Regions from separate parts of the Mus musculus genome. Here region 1 is linked to region 2. Evidence: chromatin contacts called from public promoter capture Hi-C data. All regions are on one chromosome and are shown on one strand. The core of a region is the stretch at or near the end of the contact, and the rest is flanking DNA. Distances in the headings are between cores, read along the strand shown. Region 1 holds the start of Irx3os (a long non-coding RNA gene). Region 2 holds the start of Sall1 (spalt like transcription factor 1).

Region 1 (6,649 bases), core at 1,673-4,172, 2.8 Mb before region 2:
CCGAGCCCCATTGCCCTGCTTTGGCCTCCGCATCCAATAAGGCGACATATTCATCTCCCAAGATGGATGAGGAGGGAGGGGATGCCCGAGAAGCAGATCCACGGGCGGGGGAGGGGACAGACTGTAGAGGAAAGGAAAAGAGAAGAAACCAGCAAAGGAGAGCCTGGGGTAGATCAAGATTGAAATAGGGCAGATGGGGTAAGAGAGGGAGGGAGAAAAGGAAGAAGATGAAACTGAGGAGGGGGGGGGCAGAGACACGGAAGGGAGAGGCAAAAAAGAATGAGCTTTAAGAAAACGGTCCAGGAAAATAAAAATAAAAGGATCGAACAACACACTTGGACTCAAAGAAAGAGAAAAATACATCCCCGGAAATCAAACATACAGAAAGTGTGAGAAATAGACAGGACGGAAAAGAAAGAAAAAAAAAAAGATCAGCGAAAAAGCTCAGCGCAGGTGGAAAGTGGATGTTTTTGCAGAGAGAAAGAGAAACAAAACCACTGGTGCACAGGGCCACGGTTTTCCTTCCATGCTGAGATTCCGGGAGCTGCGTAGAGCTGGCCACTCGAAGGCCAGTGGCAGGGGCCCTGGTCCGGGAGGTGCAGGCAGAGATGGGCACGCTGGAGAGCCTCGCGCTCCTTCTGGGGCCGCAGGGCCAGTTCGGCGGTGTACAAATCCGGCCTGGGGCCCACGCTGCTGCCGCCGCAGCCTTTCTGACCGGCGGCCTCTCTTAACTCCGAGAAAGAAGTTTGCAAAGTTTGCCTCAAAGTTTCCCGTAGCGCCTCTGGACCAGGGACAGCCTCCCGGGCCCTGACGGCTTACAGGGCTCAGCCAGCGTTGCACGGCAGACGTGCCGGCGCCCGGCCCGCGCCTCCTGGGATGCTCCGAGGCCGGATTCACAGTCAAATGTGAATTCCTCCCGGTGCTACGCCAGGCCATGCATCTGCAAGTCCGTGTGGCTGCTAATAGCGGAGAGAGAGAATGAGAAAGCCAGAGAGGGGGAGAGAGAGAAAAGGAAAAAAATATTCTCAGCTCAATTTAAGTCTCATGGAAAGGGCTTACAACTGTAATTAAATCATTAAATTCTTGTCTACGCTTCACAGAGCGGAGAGAAATTAACTTCCCACCAACCTCATTTTCTATTTGAACATGAAATAATGATTTTCTGCCCGTCTAATTACAAAGCCAACATCTGATCAAGCCAGCATCCAGAGGGGATTATCGCATGCGCGAGTATTAGACCTCATTACCAGCTTGAGTGCAAAATTATTACATCTTGTAATTGGATGGTGAGATTTATATACAGATCGGCCCGGTTTCTGTAAGATTGTAATTACAAGCTTCGTTGGTTAGCTACTTATCAGAACTTTGCAGGAAAACAAAACAAATGACTGAGGAAAACGAGCGTTTCATTAACCTGTAACCCCAGCTGGGGGGGGGGGGAGCGTACGCAGCAGCCTCTGCAAGAAGCTGAAGGATAGCCAGCCCGCACCGCCTCTGGGGGACTCTGAGCCTTGGGAGGAAAGGAGTGAACTCTGTCCGAGCTGGGAGACACAGCTGCAGAAGCTCCCAACGACGGGGGGCACGGGCACATCGGGGAGCTGGACCAGGGGAGGGAAGAGATGGGGGCTGGTGGTTCGGAGTGTCCGACCCCGAAGCTGGTGGGCCTCTGGCTACACATAGGGCACCCCTTGTAGTTGTCCTCCAGCGCGCACAGCTTCGTGCGCCACGTGTCCTCGGCGTACACCTTTTCTGTATGCTCCTGGCGCCCTGATCCCAGACCACAGAGCGTCCGCGGCGAGCGCTTTGTGCACTGTGCCTGTTGGGAGAAAGAGGGGGTGAGGGAGAAGCTCCTGCTGGTCTCCTGCTGTTGCGCTCAGGTCTTTCCCCAATCAACTCCCGATGCACCTGCTTCTCCTCACTCTCTGTGCGAATCTGTCTGTCTGACCTAATCTCCTGGATTAAAAATCCCATGAAAAGCTTCAGCTCTCCGCGGACTCGCGAGTTTAGTCTAAGAGCTGAGTTCCACTGGCCTGGTCTTGTTGAGGAATCAGAGCCATGCAGTGACTCCAGTCGCTTGGGATACTGGGTCCCGGCGTGGGTTGCTGATTTCAGGGCCAGACCAAAGCTCTTCCCAGTTGGTCACGGGGTAACTGGTAGCTGTTTCTACTCCAGGCCTGGGATGCCTGGAGGAATCTAATTAAGCGAGGTTCTTAGGTTCATGCCTGGGTCTAGAGGTTCACCCTCTGGGCCAGGGGCGGCCCCGTGGCCGGCGTGAGTCCTTCCTGAGAACAGCCTGGCTCTTCCGGTGTTCTTTCTCTCAGCCCATCATCGCAATCGGACACAACCAGGTCGATAGCTGGTTAATGCAGTAAGGAAGGAAGGAGCATCTCAGAGGCTCTTGTGTGGTGTTGTTGTGTGGTGTTGCGTTTTGTTTTTCTTTCCCTTCTGAAAAACAAAACAAAACAAACAAACAAACAAAAAGGAATGAAATACTCGTGGTTTTGCCCAGACATGTACAGCGAAACCCCTTCGCCCACCTTGCAATCTGGCTCTGTCGCCCATTGGTCTGGTCCAGTTCTGTGTAGGTAGGTCGTCCCGGCTGTCTTAAAAGACTCACCATCCTATACACAGGAAAGATCCTGGAAAATAATGTCACCTCTATTCTACAACCCTAAGACCTTTGCTTGAGCAGGTGAGCCCTGGCTTCCTGTGACAGGTTTAACCAGAAACGGAATCAGGCTGCGGGGAAGCCATTCGAAGGCCTGAGCTGATCCTACTATGCCTCCTCTGTCCAGGCTCACCTTAAAGCCAACCTCCAGCACCAGGCAAGGAGACCAGGAGACCACAGAGAAGCTGCACAGATTCAATTTAGGAAGACCCCACATGCTGACATCGAACCCTAGACTTGGTAGCTCCCCAAACTTCTGTTTGTGTTTCTCCCACTAATTTTCTGAGTTAGTACCTCCTGGAGCCTAAGGTCAGTGGAATGCAGCCAGAGGTGGGACATGGGGGTCAAAACTGGAGGCCAGGGCCAGGGAGAAAGAAATCCATTCCCTAACTGTATTCACACTAGAGCCCGGCCAGCCCGGGACCCTTAGATTCCTCCAAGCTGGCGAGTTCCGGTTTGATTCTTAGTTCAGTCGGAGGCCCTTGGGGTGGTTTTTCTGCCTCTAAGCTAGGGCTCTTCACTCTACTGAAGAATCGCAGCCGGGGAGTTGTTCAGTCCGCAGGCCCACAGCAGGCCTGGCCCGCGCGTGGGTCGCCGCTACAGCCTTATCTGGGAGCTCCAGCTATCCCGGGAATTTCAGTATGACTTTCCACTGCACACACTAATCCGTGACGGTGGGCACTTGGACACTCACATTTCAAGTTAGATTTAGGAAATATCCTACCATAAAACCAAAGTCTTGCTCCCCGCCCCCACAATGCACACTCTCTACGGCTCTGGGGGAATTCTCGCCAAAAGAAAAACGCTGGGTCTGGGGACCAGAGAGCGGAAAGGGGAGGGGGATAGTGAAATGAATGGTCGCAATTAAAAAAAAAAAAATCACACCAACATAGAAACTTCTCGGAAGAGCTTTCGGAAAGTTCCCAGAGCCTAGGCTCTAAGTTTCTCTGCTCCTCCCCCACTCCATAGCCAGGAGCTCCACCAACTCCTTGCTTGTTCCACCAGACCACCTAGGCGCCAAACTCACTATTTCTTGTGAGGATTCTCAACAAGGTACCCTGGAGGTGTAAATGTAGCAAACTGCGGGGTTCCCCCGCCCTCCCCCCACCCAGCACAGAATAGGTCTTTTAAAGCTCGGAGAGGCAGCACTCCCAACTCCCAGGCAGCACGTTCACTCTTTTAGCTGCAGGCTTAGGCTTTGGAGAACGACCTAGGGACCAGAGCTGAAAAGTGCAAAGGGAGCCACGGGGGGGGGGGGGGGAGGGCGGGAAGCCCCGGAAGCCTGCCTTGGTCCAGGGTCCTGTCCCAACCCGGAACTACAGCTTCGAAGGGGGCTGAGAATTGAGGAGTTGGAAGACCTGAGGGGCTAGGTGACCCTGTACTAAGCCGCCACTCGTGGTCTCGGCTCTCCCCTCCGAGTGCGGGCAGGAGGGGGCGGGAAGAGACTGAGTCCAGTCCCGCCCCGCCCCGCCCGGCGCTCTGTACTCGCGGGGGAGGGCCGCCTCGCCCAGAAGGCTCCCGGGTGATTGGCGACTCCAGGAGGAGACGCAGGGAAAAGTCGAATAAGAGGGCGCGACGTCAGACTCGAGATTTGGGGAAGGGTGAAGGAGGGGGTGGAAGGGCGGGGACGGACACACAGACACTGACGCGGACACACACCCCCCGCACAGCGTTCTAAGTGTCTTCAACTTTAAGCCGCCTTAGCTCAGGGTGCGGAGACCGGGGAAGAGGGGAAGAGAGAACGAGAGAGTAAAGAGATTTAAAAGAGAGGAGTCAGACTAGGAAAAGTGAAGAGAGCAGAAAGGTGAGCAAAAGCAACCGTGAGAAACAGAAAGAGCAAAAAGAACCGCAGTTTCCCAGCGTCCAGGACTGCGAAGGAGCCTCGGGAGCGGAAGCGGCCAGGGGTGGGGTGAGGGGGGACGCAGCGAGGGGAGGGGAGAGGACAGGACAGGAGGAGAGTGTAAACTAGAGGAGGGCGAAGGAAGCGAGGCGCGACACAGCTCCCGGAGAGGAGGGCAGAACTGAGCGCCTAGCGCAGAGCGGCTCGCCCGGCCTAGAGGAGGGAGTGCTGCGCAGAGAGGAGGGGCTTGAGGCCCCGTAGAAATGTCAATCAGAGCCCGGAGCCCAGGGAATCTCGGCCAATCTGTTCGGACCTGACCTGACTCCTCGCTGCCGCCGCTGCCGCCGCCGCCGCCCGCCGCGGAGCAGATCAATAGGCGAACGCGGAGCGCGACGCAGCGCGGCCCGGGCTCGGCCCAGCCCCCGATGCGCTCCGGAGCCGGGGTCCGGAGCTGAGCACGGCGGCTCGGGGGTCCGGGCCCCCAGTCCGTAGGTGCGCCGCGGGCCACCATGTCCTTCCCCCAGCTCGGATACCAGTACATCCGCCCTCTCTACCCACCCGAACGCCCGGGAGCTGCGGGCGGCGGTGGAGGCGGCAGTAGCGCTGGGGGCCGGAGCGGTCCCGGCGCCGGAGCCTCCGAGTTGGCCGCCTCTGGGTCCCTATCCAATGTGCTTTCATCAGTGTACGGGGCACCCTACGCCGCTGCCGCAGCTGCCGCCGCCGCCGCTCAGGGTTACGGCGCCTTCCTGCCCTACGCCACGGAGCTGCCCATCTTCCCACAGCTGGTAAGAGCCAGAGAAACCCGGGAGAGAGGGGTTGGAGTTGGGGTGTGGGGCAAGGTGAGCGTGCAGAAGAAAGCTGGGGTCCCGGCGGGAGGATAAAGGTGGGGACGGCAGGAGCTCACTCGCGCTCCCTGCGCGCGTGTCCCCTTCCTTTTCCATGTGCGTACAGGGCGCTCAGTATGAGCTGAAGGACAGCCCTGGCGTCCAGCATCCGGCCACGGCCGCCGCGTTCCCGCACCCGCACCCCGCCTTCTACCCCTATGGCCAGTACCAGTTCGGGGACCCGTCCCGTCCCAAGAACGCCACCCGGGAAAGCACGAGCACGCTCAAGGCCTGGCTCAACGAGCACCGCAAGAACCCGTACCCCACCAAGGGCGAGAAGATCATGTTGGCCATCATCACCAAGATGACCCTCACCCAGGTGTCCACCTGGTTCGCCAACGCGCGCCGGCGCCTCAAGAAGGAGAACAAGATGACGTGGGCTCCCCGTAGTCGCACGGACGAGGAGGGCAATGCTTATGGGAGCGAGCGGGAGGAGGAGGACGAAGAGGAAGACGAGGAAGAGAGCAAACGCGAGCTGGAGATGGAGGAGGAGGAGCTCGCAGGAGAGGAGGAGGACACGGGGGGCGAGGGGCTGGCCGACGACGACGAGGATGAGGAGATCGATTTGGAAAACTTAGACAGCGCGGCAGCCGGGTCGGAGCTGACCCTGGCTGGGGCGGCGCACAGGAACGGCGACTTCGGCCTGGGACCCATTTCGGACTGCAAAACTAGCGACTCGGACGACAGCTCCGAAGGCTTGGAGGACCGACCACTGTCGGTCCTGAGCCTGGCCCCACCGCCACCGCCCGTGGCCAGGGCTCCTGCATCTCCACCTTCTCCACCCTCCAGCCTGGATCCCTGCGCTCCGGCCCCGGCGCCCTCCTCCGCCCTCCAGAAGCCCAAGATCTGGTCACTGGCCGAGACGGCCACCAGCCCGGACAACCCACGCCGCTCGCCTCCCGGAGCCGGAGGTTCGCCTCCCGGCGCAGCCGTTGCGCCCCCGACGCTGCAGCTCTCGCCCGCGGCCGCTGCAGCGGCTGCAGCGGCACACAGACTCGTGTCGGCGCCGCTTGGCAAATTCCCCGCTTGGACCAACAGGCCTTTCCCAGGGCCGCCGGCCGGTCCGCGGCCGCACCCGCTGTCCATGCTGGGCTCGGCCCCACAGCACCTGCTGGGACTTCCCGGAGCCGCAGGTCATCCCGCTGCGGCCGCAGCCGCCTATGCTCGGCCTGCCGAGCCGGAGAGTGGAACAGGTGACAAGAAAAATGTAGGGGCACAGTGGGAGGGTGTTGGTGGGGCTCTCGCCTAGACTAAAGG
Region 2 (7,267 bases), core at 687-3,186:
ATCTTTGCCGAGAGATCTCTTTAAATATTCAGTGAGAAATAATGGCATTTGAAACACCACCTATGGAAACATTATTATCTTCATTCTTCAACATCAGAGCCACTGATAGCTTCGTTTGTCTTTTTATCAAAATCTACAGTACCCAACAGAACCTGGAGAGAAGGGAAGAGCGAGATGCGGGAGAGAGCCGGAGACCAGGGAGACGCGCGAGGGGTGGGAGAGCAAGGACAAAATAAAAAAAAAAAGAGAGAGAGGAAGGATGGACGGGGAGAAGGAAAGAAGGCAGAAGTTAAACCAAGAAGTATAAAGTCAGCAGACATAAAAAGATACTTTCAACTAGCACACAAAAGATTAGGGGAAAAAGAACCGTGGAAAGGGGCTAAAAGCCATTTAAGAGAGTGCGACATGGGTCCTGAGTTCCAAGGCTCTGCTGTGAAGGCTAGTGCCCACTTCGCGCGAGCCGACTGTGTCACGATCCAGACTCAAAGGCGCTCCAGAATTGGGGCGTCCTTATGAGCCCTCTCCTCTCCTGATCGCGAGATAGGGCAAGGATTGTGTATCTGCACCCCTCCCCCGCCTCCACCCCCATTACTCAGCCGAAGTTTAGTTAGTTTAGTCCTTCGGGTGCAGGACTTCGGGAACCTCGGCGAGCGGAAACCCCGAGGCAGGAGGAGGTCTAAACTAAGCCGAGGACCAAGCCTCAGGTTCGCAGGCGCCCAAACCCGGAAGAGGGAGTACAGGGCCCGGATCCCTGGGTCCCGTGAGCGGGTAAGAGAGGCTGGCTCCCAGCTCTGGGAGAGAAACAGAGAGAGATGGAGAGAAAAGTTTGGGCGCCGCACGTAGCAAGTGTCGGAAAAGTGAAGGCGAGTCACGGCGTAGCTAGCAGGGCAACGAACAGGACCCCCCCTCCATGCTCACTCACTCCGGGTAGCCACCTCGTCTGCGACGAGGTGGCGGCCTCCACCCCTAGGACACGGAGCACTAGGGTCCAGGGTAGAGGCGGTGCCTAGGGTCTGGCTCCAGCAGCACCACCCAGGCCAGGGGAGCGCTGCTTAGCACAGAATTAGCTGCGCCCCTCCCCTCCCTCCCGCAGAAGCTGAACTCGGAGCTCAGGCAGGTCCTTGCTCTCCACCCGCCCGGAGCTTGGCGGCGCCACGGTGGCCGCCGCCTCCCCGCGGAGTGACGCGCCCTGCAGCCAACCGGGGCGGCCGGGGGGAGGTTCGGGAGGGGGTCCTGGGCGGAGCCGAGCCGCCCCCTTATCCCACGGGCTCGGGGCGCTTCTCCCGAAAACTTCAGCCCTAATTGTCCCGGGAATGTCCAAGGTAGAGAAAGGGAGCTAAGGAGCCAGCAAGAGGCTGGAGGGTCGCCGCTCCCAGGCAGGGAGAGGATGGGGTGGCGAGAAAACTGCCCCTCCCCCCAAGCCCCAAACCCATCACGTCCCCAAACCTTTCCTGGGTCCTCTTCTCCGCACCCCCGCGAGCCCGGGATCCTGAGAGTGGAGAACTCTGGGCGAAGGATCTCCGAGCCAGGCGGCGGGCAGGCGGGAGGGAGGCCCGGCAGCGAGCGGGAGGCGGACTGGCGTGGGGCTGGCTCTTCCCCACTCGCTTTTTTTTTTTTATGAGAGTGGGGGTGGGCTGCTTTCTGGTAGCTCTTAAAGAAAATGAAGGAACACTCACGAAATGGGGCGCCCTCTCCTACCCCGTCCCGCCACGGGACTCCCTCCCCCTCGCGGGCCAGTACGCAGCGCGGGAGTTAGGAAGTTCGCCGCTCGCCCGCAGCCTGGGTCCCCAGCCCCCGCCGCCAGCCCCACCCCCACGCGGCCCTGCTCCGCTAGGCTCCCGGGCGAGCATGCTAATTCGGGTCGGCCCAGCCCGGGATGGAGGGCGGGGGAGGGGGGAGGGGAACGAGCGGGGGGCGCCGGCCGGGGCGCTGGGCGCGCAGTGGCGAGGAGGCAGGCCCCCGGCGGCCGGGCCGCGGAGTCCCCGGCGGTCGCCAAGAGGGTTAACCAAGAGTCGGGCGGCGCGGCGCGCAGAGCCAGCCCCGCGGCCGGCTTATTGGGCCAGCGCGCGGAGAGACAGGGGTCTGCAGCAAATCACGAACTAATTGATTAAGGCGAGCGGGTTTGAATAGCGCTGGCCCGGTGCCAATCGCCTTTCAAAGAGCCCCTCTATGATTAATCGCAATGCATTATTGATAATCATAATTATAGCAGGACACATGCGCGCTGTGCCCGGGGCCGGGGAGCCGGGGAGGGGGCGGGCGGGCCGGCGGGCGGGGGGAGCCGCCGCCGCCGCCGCTCGATTTCCGTAATTTTGAGAAGATTTTTTTTTAGTAATTTTTTATTCTGCCCCAGCTGATGTTTGAGCCAGCATGTCGCGGAGGAAGCAAGCGAAGCCTCAACATTTCCAATCCGACCCCGAAGTGGCCTCGCTCCCCCGGCGAGATGGTGAGTGCTCCGGCCGGCGCCGCGGACACACAGACACGCACTCACACGCACACTCGGACCCACGCACACGCGGCGGGCCCCGCGCCCACCGCCGCTTTCGCCTTCTGCACTCGGCGCGTCTGATTTTATTTCATGCTTCCTCGATTTCAATTTGCCGGGCCAGGCTTCCCCTGTCCCGGGAGAGCCAGCCTATCCCGGCTGGAGCTTTCCGGAGTTCCGTGTCCTCGACTGGGCGGAGTAGGGTCGACTGGCCGGCTCGCTCCTCCGCCCAGAGGGTCGGAGAAGCCGCGGCCACGACCCTGCCGCCCCGAGGGGCGATCTCTCGGGCAGAGGCCATCTGGAGCTGCCCACGCGAGCTCTCTCCCGCTCCCCGCGCGCCACCCGGGTCCCCGGGCTGGGCCTCTGTCGCCTGGGCCTCACCGCCCAGCCCTGCGGCCAACGTTAAAGAAGTTTACTTCGTCCGGGTGGCTGAACGCCGAGCGCGTGGGGAGCTCTCCGTACCCACCCCCCCCCCAAACTCTCGTTCCCACTTGGCTAGCGGGCGAAACATGGTACCTTTGGGGGTTCCGAGCCGTGAGAACTGGGGGTTGGGGTGGAGGAGCGACATCCTGGGGTCGCGGCCGAGTGCTGCCGGTCGCTCTGGAGACTGACTTAGGGACAGGGAAGTGTCGCTTGGTCCGGCTTCCCAAGTTTGTTCTCCTGTCGTTTCTTTCCACACTTGCACCCATAACCCGTCAAAGTCGGGCTTGGATGTGTGCACCCCACGTATTATGGAGTCCCATCCTTCGGGACCCGTTCTGGTAAGGGTCATTAGACACTTTCTTGGGTCCCGGGTATTAGCCCGCCAGACCCCTGGAGCCAGCCGAGCAATGAAGGCAGGGTTCCGAAAGGACTGAATGAGTAGGGAAAAGTTTGTGTGCGGGAACTGTGGCCTAGAATGGGAGAGACCCGCGCAGGGAACTGGGGTCACTGAGGGAAGACCCCCTCCGACCCCAGCTTGACCTGAACTGTTCTAGGGCAGAGTTTCCGAGCTCCCAGGCCAGAGGCTACGCTCGGTTCCGGGGTCACCGGACTTTGTGCCTGACTCTCCGCTGCGTCGGTTGGAGAGTGACCAGACCCGAGGCTCGGCGGCCCCGGCTGCCCTTCGGGAATCCTCGATCCCGGGCGTGGAGGAAGGAGCTGCACCCCAGCAGAGCTCGGAAGCGTGACCTGAGATCCGCACCTCTGGCCACTACGCTCTGCGGGCGCTGGAGCCCCACATCGCAGGCTCCGTCCCCAGAGGCCTGGCTCTGAGCGGCTCTGGGTGCGGGTACGCGCAGGCAGAGCCAGAGCGACAAGGGATCGACAGCTTACTTCCTCCTCGCTGTTGGGAGAGGGCAATCCTGGCGTGAGACACCTGGACATTTTTTCAGGCGATCTGAGAGCCATTAAGGCAACTGTTTTGCCCAGCACCTTTGGAAGCTCGAAGCCTCACCAGTGTGATTCTCTGAGTCCTCTGGAAGGATCCCTTGAAACACACCCAGTTTCCCACCCCAAAAGAACCGGTTTGAGGGTAAAACCAGATGAAATTAGCCAAGGCCGCAGCAACCACTCGGACTATTTTTGTGGGGTTTCTCAGCTAGTTTCTTAGGCTTTCTGCCGCCCCCACAACAATCTTTCCTAAAGTGAGGCCTTTGCACCGGGATGCTGTTAAAACTTAACAATTTGCATACGGGGGTGGGGGTGGGAGAAAAACAACCTGGGGAAAGAGAGGTGTTTTTTGGTTTTTGTTTTTTAAATTTATACTGGTTGTTTGTATTTTCCACGCAAAGAATTTCAAAACTAACAACCACCACCTCGAGCTTGGGAAGAAAAGACCCTTGCTAGTTCTTCGCTTTGAGTCTAGAGCTGGAATTTTTAATAGTTAAGGCTTCTCATAAAGCGATAGCATTAAAGGAGTTCACTGCCTCTTACTATTATTATTTATTAGTACAATTTTTTTTTTAGTTTATTTGAGCTGTGAGGTAAGTTAATTAAGGAACTGAATCAAGTTTCCTTTCTTTCTTTTCCTTCTTTTTTTTCACTTAATTTCTCCTTTTTTCTTCCTAAAAGCTGGTTCATTGTGATTAAAGCAGTGATTATCCCGAACACCCTAGGAAACACCCCTCCCAGGCCAGCTCCTTACTCCCTCCTTTTCTTCAGTAGTAATAGTTTTAGGTTATGACTGTTTTTACATGGCTGAACAATAAGTTTGGGAGAAGTTGACTAGAGGGCAGGTTTTGTAATAGGGTTACAGGATTTAGTGTGCTGTAATAGTACTCTACACAAGCAGCCCTCCCCAGCAGCTGACAGTCAGGAGGGCCCGCCATACCCCGAATCTTTTCATTTGGGAATAGTTGTGAGAGACATACAGAGGAAAGTGCATGACACAGCTCACGTTTGCTTTTAAAAGTCGACTCTTCTGCAACGAGTCCAGCCATCTCCATCCATTTCCCTACCCAGAACAGAACATGTGCCTGAGGAGCCGCTGCTGTTGGGCGTTTGGTGGGTTTTTTTGTTTTTGTTTTTGTTTTTGTTTTTGTTTTTTTTTACTTTGGAAGGCAACCCCTTACTCAGATGCCAGCTTTACACTTTCTCTTGTCTCAAGAGGGTCTTACTACACACAGCATATGAAATATCAGGCATTACCAAAGTAGATCTTGTTTAGACCCTTCTCCCTCCCGTGTTGTCCCCCAGACTGTCTGACTTCTACACAGAGGAAAACCTTAGAAAAGTTTTCAGAGCCACAGTGGCCCTGAAGCAGCCACTCTAATTCTATGTTCTGTGGCCCCATCCTGTAGTATGTGTCGTGTTTGAGTTTTACAAAGAAAGCTACGCCTTGCTAAGCACCAGTCCCAACACCACCATTCAATTTAAAAAAAAATGATTATTTAGTTGATCTTAGAAGTTAATCTTAGAACCTTGATAGTTTATTCTACTTGAGTATTCCTATAAGGTATTTTTCTGTTCCTTATGAAAACTGGGATTGTGGTGAGTAGGGTTCATCTCTTAAAAGATATTCAACAAGTCTCCAGTTACTTGTAGAGAGATAAGTAGCCTTGGAAGAATTATTTACCATGATGGATAAATCCTGGAAAAGGGAATGTGCAAATCTAATGATTTAATTTGTGGTTACTTTTCTTTGAGTTTGGATTTCCAGGTGCGTGCCTGTGTGTGTGTGTGTGTGTGTATCTGTGTGTGTGTGTCTGTGTGTGTGTGTCTGTGTGTGTGTCTGTGTGTGTGTTGAGTTTTTTGGTTGGGTTGGTTCACTCCATTTGGTGGTGATGGTTTCAAGATTCCTGCAGCTTCTAACAGGCCCCATTCCGACTCCATTCGTTTAACAATTTTGCTGCTCAGCTTTTTAAAGGAAAGGATAATGTTGGAAGAAACTTAGAACATCGGGAATTACAGAGAAAGCATTGACTCTCCTAAGGAATACCTGAAAACCCCTTCTTACTCATATTAATAAAGAAATTCTATTATTTACCAAAGTAATTTACTCATTGTAAGCAGCTTAATGGCCACACATTGATTTCTGGGCCCAAAAGGTTAGAGAAAACTATAATGAATTCTCTTATAAAACAAAAACAAACAAATAAACAAAAAAAAAAAACAAGAAAAGAACCCTGACACCTGCAAGATAAGGCAGTTGGAAAGAATTCATGTTTCATCAAGCCTATTTTTAAGTTTGGCATAATAGAAGATTCTAGATGAGAAAATGTGAACTGTTTTTTGGTCTTGTTTTGTTTTGTTGCGATTTGCTTCAGGCTGCAAATACTTTCTAAATGTTAAAAAACAAGCACCCGGGAAAGCCTGCTGAGGCAGGAGATAAACTGGGAAGGTAGCTTTTCGGCATTGAGCAATTGTTGGTGTATTTTACATCCAATTTCTGCTATGGCTCAGGGCACAAGTACCAAATTATAGGGTGCTGTTTGGGAAACCGTTTCTTTTCTCTAAGGTTGGAGACTTCTAGTTGTCTTTTTACCAACAATATCCTTCAGAAGGCAAAAGCCCACATTTTTCTGGTAGCGAATCTGGAGGGCGATGGGAGGAGGGAATTCAGGCAGGTTCCGGGTTTCAAAACTTAGCCAAGCTCACTCAGTGTGAAGTAACCAGAAAAAAATCGAAATTCTTCTGCAGCTTAAATGTGTTTTTTTCCAACACAGTCCCTAGTGCAGAAAACCTGTGTTCTAAAATATTCTTTGAGGAGAGAAAGATAATATTAACCTGAGGCTTGACACTCCTCCCCCAAGAAGGAAAAAAAGTTGGTGTGCCAGGCTTTAGAAAACCTGGACGTGTAGAGCTGTTTTAACCTTTGCCAGCCTCCTCCCATGCAGAGGTGACAAGGTCCAGATCATAATGTGTCCTTCAGTGTCTTCCCGGTGACCCCCAATTTGAGTCTTGCTAGTCACTTAGCAGGAACTTGGTAGTTTATTTTAGTTTCTCCTTATCAGCTTGGCTTCTTTTCCTAACCTTATTCCCCCGCCACCCCCAGATGCCAGACCCCCAAAGGGGAAGATTGACAGGTAGTTCCCACGGCTCAGCTTCACCCTCCAACAACAGGGATTTAGTTTCTTGTGACTTTGCCAATGTTTGTGTAGTCAGTGTTTAGATCTCGCCTTAAGGAGTCTCTCTTTTACGCGTCACTGGAATAGGAAAGCCACAGAGTAGTTTGTGAACAAACCCTTGCTGTTGGATCCCCATCTAGTGTTCACTTTAATTCATCCATAGGGAAGACATTTTCCCCTTTCATTGTGAGCCGGAGGTGGGTCTGGACCAGAACTTTAAATGGAGTATCTTGTC

Evidence for each region. Promoter capture Hi-C pulls out the DNA fragments that hold promoters and counts their contacts.
Region 1: a contact with region 2 is called in a promoter capture Hi-C map of hippocampal neurons, with 13 times the contacts expected there. The contact joins the promoter of Irx3os here to the promoter of Sall1 in region 2. A contact is called at or near these places in 1 of 39 promoter capture datasets (hippocampal neurons), 4 of 484 Hi-C or Micro-C datasets (B cells, cortical neurons and embryonic stem cells) and 1 of 9 other capture datasets (liver).

Annotation. Positions count from the first base shown.
Region 1 is chr8:91,799,609-91,806,257 of GRCm38.p6, reverse strand. It overlaps Irx3os (a long non-coding RNA gene), which reads right to left and starts at 2,922. Exons shown (of 4, transcript XR_003947581.1): 1 at 2,538-2,922; 2 at 1,415-2,445; 3 at 1-959. It overlaps Irx3 (Iroquois related homeobox 3), which reads left to right and starts at 4,604. Exons shown (of 4, transcript NM_008393.3): 1 at 4,604-5,293; 2 at 5,460-6,585. The coding sequence starts at 5,018.
Region 2 is chr8:89,037,531-89,044,797 of GRCm38.p6, reverse strand. It overlaps Sall1 (spalt like transcription factor 1), which reads left to right and starts at 1,936. Exons shown (of 3, transcript NM_001371070.1): 1 at 1,936-2,446. The coding sequence starts at 2,371. Gm3134 (predicted gene 3134) reads right to left here and starts at 3,555. Exons shown (of 3, transcript NR_166639.1): 1 at 3,002-3,555.